2 separate regions of the Mus musculus genome follow, and region 1 is linked to region 2. The links are chromatin contacts, called in public HiChIP or PLAC-seq maps. All regions are on one chromosome and are shown on one strand. Each heading gives the region's core, a stretch centred on a gene start, on an enhancer-like site or on the middle of the called end of the contact. The rest is flanking DNA. Distances are from core to core; before and after follow the strand shown. Region 1 overlaps Sbf2 (SET binding factor 2). Region 2 has its middle 42 kb from the start of Wee1.

What was found. HiChIP or PLAC-seq counts read pairs in DNA pulled down with a chosen protein or histone mark.
Region 1: an H3K4me3 HiChIP or PLAC-seq map of bone marrow-derived macrophages shows a contact between it and region 2, with 5 times the contacts expected there. The contact joins two enhancer-like sites. A contact is called at or near these places in 1 of 15 datasets of contacts at CTCF or cohesin (pro-B cells), 5 of 484 Hi-C or Micro-C datasets (B cells, the HL-1 cell line, embryonic stem cells and 1 more) and 7 of 115 datasets of contacts at active chromatin or transcription factors (the 230-238 cell line, bone marrow-derived macrophages, embryonic limb bud and 3 more).

What each region holds. Positions count from the first base shown.
Region 1 is chr7:110,386,413-110,389,362 of GRCm38.p6, forward strand. The region is part of intron 17 of Sbf2 (SET binding factor 2); the gene reads right to left. Among named protein-coding and RNA genes, the nearest start is that of Gm32861, 99 kb to the left of the region's middle. Within about 2 kb of position 1,314, at least 35 of the 459 cell types and tissues checked have an H3K27ac peak or open chromatin away from gene starts, as enhancers often do. A contact at or near this core is called in bone marrow-derived macrophages, where this site is marked.
Region 2 is chr7:110,162,710-110,165,642 of GRCm38.p6, forward strand. No RefSeq gene overlaps it. Among named protein-coding and RNA genes, the nearest start is that of Wee1, 42 kb to the left of the region's middle. RefSeq lists an enhancer at 100-2,933. Within about 2 kb of position 1,587, at least 301 of the 459 cell types and tissues checked have an H3K27ac peak or open chromatin away from gene starts, as enhancers often do. A contact at or near this core is called in bone marrow-derived macrophages, where this site is marked.

The DNA of each region.
Region 1 (2,950 bases), core at 64-2,563, 220 kb after region 2:
CAATGGAGACTACAGATCCATAACAGGAAGTACAGGATAGTAGTTGTGAACGCTGGCCTGATTGTGGAACTCTGGCTAAGCTCTATGAGCCTAGGAACTGCATCTCTTCTGTACTTGCATGCACATGCAGAGACTGGGGAAGTAACATTCAGTTTGCAGCTGAAGTCCATCCTGTTCTTCATCCCCCCAGAATTCACTGTTCACTTACTACGTGCCTGCCACTCTAACGGGCGCTTTATGTTTACCACCCGCTTCTGTCTTTACTGATCACAATCCCAGACATTTGTTTAAGATTTCAGAATAAGCTGGAATTCAAATTCACATCTAGTTCCCATTTTAGGGCTTTCCACTTATATCTTCGTTCCATTGCTATTTCTGTGAAGAGACGCCATGACTAAGGCAACTTACAAAAGATAAGAGCTTATTAGGGGCTTGCTTACAATTTTGGAGGGTTGGGCTACGATCATCATGGCAGGAAGCATGGCAGCAGGCATAACCTTGGAGCAGTAGCTGATAGCTTACACATTAAGAGAACAACCACAAGTCAGAGAGATAGATCCAACTGGAAGTTGTATGAAGTTTTGAAGCCTCAAAGCCCACCTCAGTGATGACACCAATCCAACAAGGCCACCCTGGGGACTAAGTATTGAAATATAGGAGCCTATGGTAACATTCTCAATTCAAACCACCAGACCTACTATAATACACCATAAGAATTTATAGTCAGAGTTAAAAGTGAGAGGCTGTGAAGCTAACATCGTATCAGCTGAATGTAGCTGCACATTTTGTTTTGGTTATTTAAGAGGTTGATGAGAGAGTGTGAGTTTATGACAGAGAGGAAAGCAGAAATTGACTCTTACCATTTATGTAGAAACCAGAGGATGACTTTGGACACCTTCTTTTGCTATCTTTTTCTACTTCATATTTTGAAACAGGGTCTCACACTGAACCTGGGACTCATTGTTTCCTTTAGGCTAGCTAACTAGTAATCCTCCAGGACCTACAAGTCTCTACACCTACAGGGCTGGGGTAATAGGCCTACATCTCCAAGCCTGGCTCTCATGGCTGTTGAAAATTTGAAATTTGTTCCTTGTTTTTAACCCATCAGGTATTTTACCTACTGAATCTCCTTGTCCACGATTTTAATTTTTTTAGTTAAATCAAAAGAAGAAATTTTATGTACTGTTCAAATTTATAATTTTCTTGAAAACAAAACAAAAGATGTGCTGACACCATTCCTGCATGCAAGGCTGCAGCTGCTAGGACTGACCAGTGGCTGTCCTGCACACAGGAAGCCTGTTCTTCCTTCCCTTTGCTTCACTCATTTGCATTCTCTGGTCTCAAGCATTCAGTTAGCAGTTCTTAGTGCCTTCCAGCCTTTCTCTCTAAACTGCCTTTTGTGCTAGCTCACTACGGGCCCCTCAATCTCTCAAGCCTCCTTAGCTCCTTGCTGTAAGTTTCTGACAGCTGAGTACTGCATACTCCTTAGAGACTAGAGGATAATATTAGTCTGAACTCCTCGCCATGGCATTCTGGGCATTCTAGGCATGGTTTCAAATCACCTTTGTCATCATACATTTCCGCATCTGATGAGTGAGTAGACTGCTGTTACCTTAAAAGGACATATCCAAGTGTCTTGCTGTAGAATTCCATTTTTTAAATTACATTTTAAACAATGGATTGGATTACAAGTATGATTTTCAAAATTAATTCAAAGAACCAGGAATCTACAACTTCTTTGTAGCTGTCTCTCAGAGATGTGCCCTAATGTATCTGCCTCGTACAGATGCCACTGACAACTAACAACTGGTTAACAAAAGAGATTTGGGATTGATGGTATTGTTTTTTACGATTCATATTTTTTATGTGTTTATGAGTTTTGCCTGGATGTATGCATTTTTACCATGTGTGTACAGTGCCTCCAGAGGTCTGAAGAGGGTCTAAGGTCCCCTGCAACCTGAGTTAATCCGTGAGAAGCCATGTAGGTGCTGCGAACTGAGCTTGGGACCTCTGCAAAGGCAGCAAGTGCTCTTCACCTGCAAGCTTCACTCCAGTCCCCTCGATGGCAGTCTTAAGACTACAGGGTTTCTTAAGTTGCACTTCAGTGAGAGGCTAACGATACCAAGTGTACCCACGATGCAACCTGGGTAGCACAGCCTGGTTTCAAAGACTCACACACAATGCCAGTTAACAGTTTTGCCTAATGTTTCCATCCCATTTACTATGCACTAGGATTTATATTTATCTACTGTTGCATGAAAAAACTGCCAAGACTTGGTGGCTTAAAAATCAACAATTCGCTTAGTTCCTAGCAGTCATTAACCTATCTTTAAGAATTTTAAATTTATATTTGCAAAGTAAACTGTTGTAAGTTACTTTTTGAATTCTAAAATCTCAGTACCCCCTTCCCCATGCTGTAGAGGGGATGCTTTTTAAAGATGAAGCCTGTCCAATATTGTCAACATTCAAACAAACATGAATGGCAGACTCTTAGGGATTTCATTATCTAGCTTTGCTGAAAACAAAACCTCATGTTTAAGATCAATATCTGTAAGAGAAACAAAGAAGTGGGCTGGGTTAGGAAGTTCTCTGCAAGGGGGAAGGGCAGACTTCAACTTCTCCACAACTCCCCTCCCCCAACTCAGAATCAGGAAGAAGACTGCACTGTTGCTGTTGTTGTTGTTCTTTTTTAAAGATTTGTTTTATGTATGTGAGTACACTGCAGCTGTGTTCAGACACACCAGAAGAGGGCATCGGATCCCATTACAGATGGTTGTGAGCCACCATGTGGTTGCTGAACTCAGGACCTCTGGAAGAGCAGTCAGTGCTGTTAACCACTGAGCCATCTCTCCAGTCCGTCTGCACTGTTCTTATTGTCAAACACTTCTCTAATCTGCCATAGTCTTCTAAAAAGAAGAGATACTTGGAGAAACCAACAGAATAAATCAAA
Region 2 (2,933 bases), core at 337-2,836:
TGTTTCAAATAAAGAAAGTGTCCACAGACCTGCAATCTCTCAACTGAAGTTTTCTCTTCTCAGGTGACTCTGGTCAGCTGGAGGGCAGCAGGTTTTTGTTTGTTTGCTTTGCTTTTCCACTTTGTTTTGTTTATTTGTTGTGCTGCAGACCTACACCAGACTCTTAAGCATTATAACCCATCCCCCCAGGCAATTTCCTGTGTAGCTAGGGATGGCTGACTGGGAACACACTGTAGTTGTAGCTGTGCCTGATCTTAAACCCCTGATCTTCCTGCTGCCACTTTTCAATTAAGCTAAGTAGTTAAGAACACTCAGTTAACAACTGTTTGCAACTCCAGTTCCAGGGAATCCAGTGCCCTATTCTGGCCTATATAGCTCAAGAGTCTGTTTTTAAAATTATCATATCGTTAGGGGCTAGAGAGCTGATTCAGTTGCTAAGAGCACTGGCGGCTCAGTTTTCCCTATGACCCAGGTTCAATTCCCAGGGCTCACTTGGTAACGCACAACCATCTGTAACTCTGGTCTCAGAGGACTCTAACGCCCTCTCCTGCCTTTGGTGGGCACTGCATGCACATGGTGTACACATATACACATAAATAAAAATACAGGAGGGGAGAAAAAGTGGCAGTTTTGAACTCCTAATTACCTGCCCTACCTCTCAGATGGGCGGTGCTACCCACCCATCTTATTAGATTTGTTAGCGTTTTTTTTTTTCTTTTTTGTTTTTGTTTGTTGTTTGTTTTCTTTTGAGACAGAGTCTTGTTGTGCAGTTCAGGCTAGCCTCAAACTCACATTCTCTGATTTTGAGGTGCTAGATTACAGGCTATCACCAATATATCTGTTTTATGTAGGAGGCTGGCGGGGGGGGGGTTGTTTGGTTGTGAGTTTTTTTTTGTTTGTTTGTTTTGTTTTACACAGGGTTTCTCTGTGTAGTCCTGGCTGTCCTGGAACTTACTCTGTAGAACAGGGTGGCCTCGAACTCAGAAAGGTGACTGACTCCCAAGTGCTGACTGTAAGGGCACGTGCTACTACCACCCAGTTCTGGTTTGTTTTTCTGTATAAAGTTTTATTCATTTGAGATACTCTCAGCTTGAATTTTGTTGGAGACAGTTTTTCTCAGGCTATTATTATTACTTTTTAAAACTCTGTTTAGTGTTCATGGTTTTGAATTCCCTTGTAATATTTTGTTATTTAAAGCTGGAGAATTCCAATATTTATCCACAGATAAAACGTTTACTCTAATTGATATTGCGTGTCTTTGTCTTTAAAACATTTACCATTTTAATCCCTGAAAGTTCATTTGATGTCTGACTTGGAACTTAACATTTTTTACACCTCGAAGTTTTCATTCACTTCCTAGAGCAGCGCTCCTGCCGAAGCTGCTTACCTTACTGAGGTATTTGGAAATGTTACTTCATATCGACCTGATCAAGTTTCTCCACGTTTGCTCTGTCTCATGCCCTTACTGCCGTATTTGGAAATGTTACTTCATATCGGCCTGATCAAGTTTCTCTACGTTTGCTGTCTCATGCTTTTCAGTTGAACTCAGCTTCTATTTTTAACTTCAATTGAGCGGGGTTAAAAGGAACGTCTCGCCCCCTGCTGGCGCCCGTGGTCCCGGGAAGACCGGACAAAAGCCACCACGTGGCTCACATCCTGGGCTCAGTTTTCTTAGGAACCCAGAGCCCCATGCTTGCTAGGCAAGGGCCCCAACCCTGATCAACGCTTTAGCAGGCGTCCTTTTGCTCAAGTCTAGAGCGTCACTGGTGCCAACTCTCCAACACAGGGAGGAATTGGCTTTGCTTAATTTTGCTGCAGAGTGGGCTGGCCCTGCTAAATCCAGGGTACCGGGCACTTAACACTGTGAGGTCGCTGTGCGGAGCTAGACTCTGGGCGCTCCCGTTTTTTCCTCACCACCCAGGTGTCCATTTTCTCTTTGCCGCGACGTGCCTGCATCCTTTTCTGCCTTGGAATTATAATCGAAACACTCGGTTCAGTCGTGAGAAACATGTTTCATATATGCAACGGGTGCTCCGATGTTTCTACGACTAGCCTTAGGAGCCTAGAGTACGGTTTGGTGGTCAAAGTCATGATGAGAAGCAGAGGGTCTGAGGGGTCGGAGGGAAGGCACGATGAACAATATTAGAGAGCATTACTGGAGTTACCGAGGCTAGGCAGTCCGCTGGGTTATGCACTACACCCAAGAAGTCTGCGCCGCCCCGTGGTGCCAGTGCGCAGCCGCAGTCCCGTAGCGGGACCGAGCGTTCCCAGCAGAGGGCACTCACAGACAGGACATTCCGCAAGCTCTTCCTGGGTGACCCAGGGACTGCACCTGTGGCCTGGGTTTCCCTTGATCATGCCCTGACAACCCGCGTCTGGGAAATTCAGTCAGAATCAATCCAAGACCACAATTTAGAGACAGGTAAGCTTGACGGTGGTTGCAGCGTTTGGTGAAACAAAACGTCAAGACCAGCCTCTGCTACATAGAGAATCTGAGGCTATCCTGAGTTACAGTGAATCCTGTTTCAGAACAAATCCCTCAAAGTCCCATTGTCTCTCTGGCCTTGAAGCTCTTGAGCCCCGGATCTAGGATACTGCTTGTTGGACTAAAGGACTCACTAATCACCTTTCCCAACCCTGCCCAGGTATACCACCTCTAGTAAACAGACTTAACTAGTCTTTGAAGGCAGTAGTTCTTTTCAATGAATTCCTATTTATTTATTTTCTTATTTATCACCGTCTGTAAACAGGCTTTGAAGGCAGCATGTGTTATAAGATGTGTTTATTCAAGCCTACCAGGGGTCCTTAACCTGGGGGTTGACTCAAGTAGAACATTTTAGGATCCAGGGTTATTCATGAAACTGGGTGAGCTGTTTCAACTTTTAGGCAGACGTGCAGTGTTTTTGGAAGGAAGTCCAGTAGTTTTTCTGATT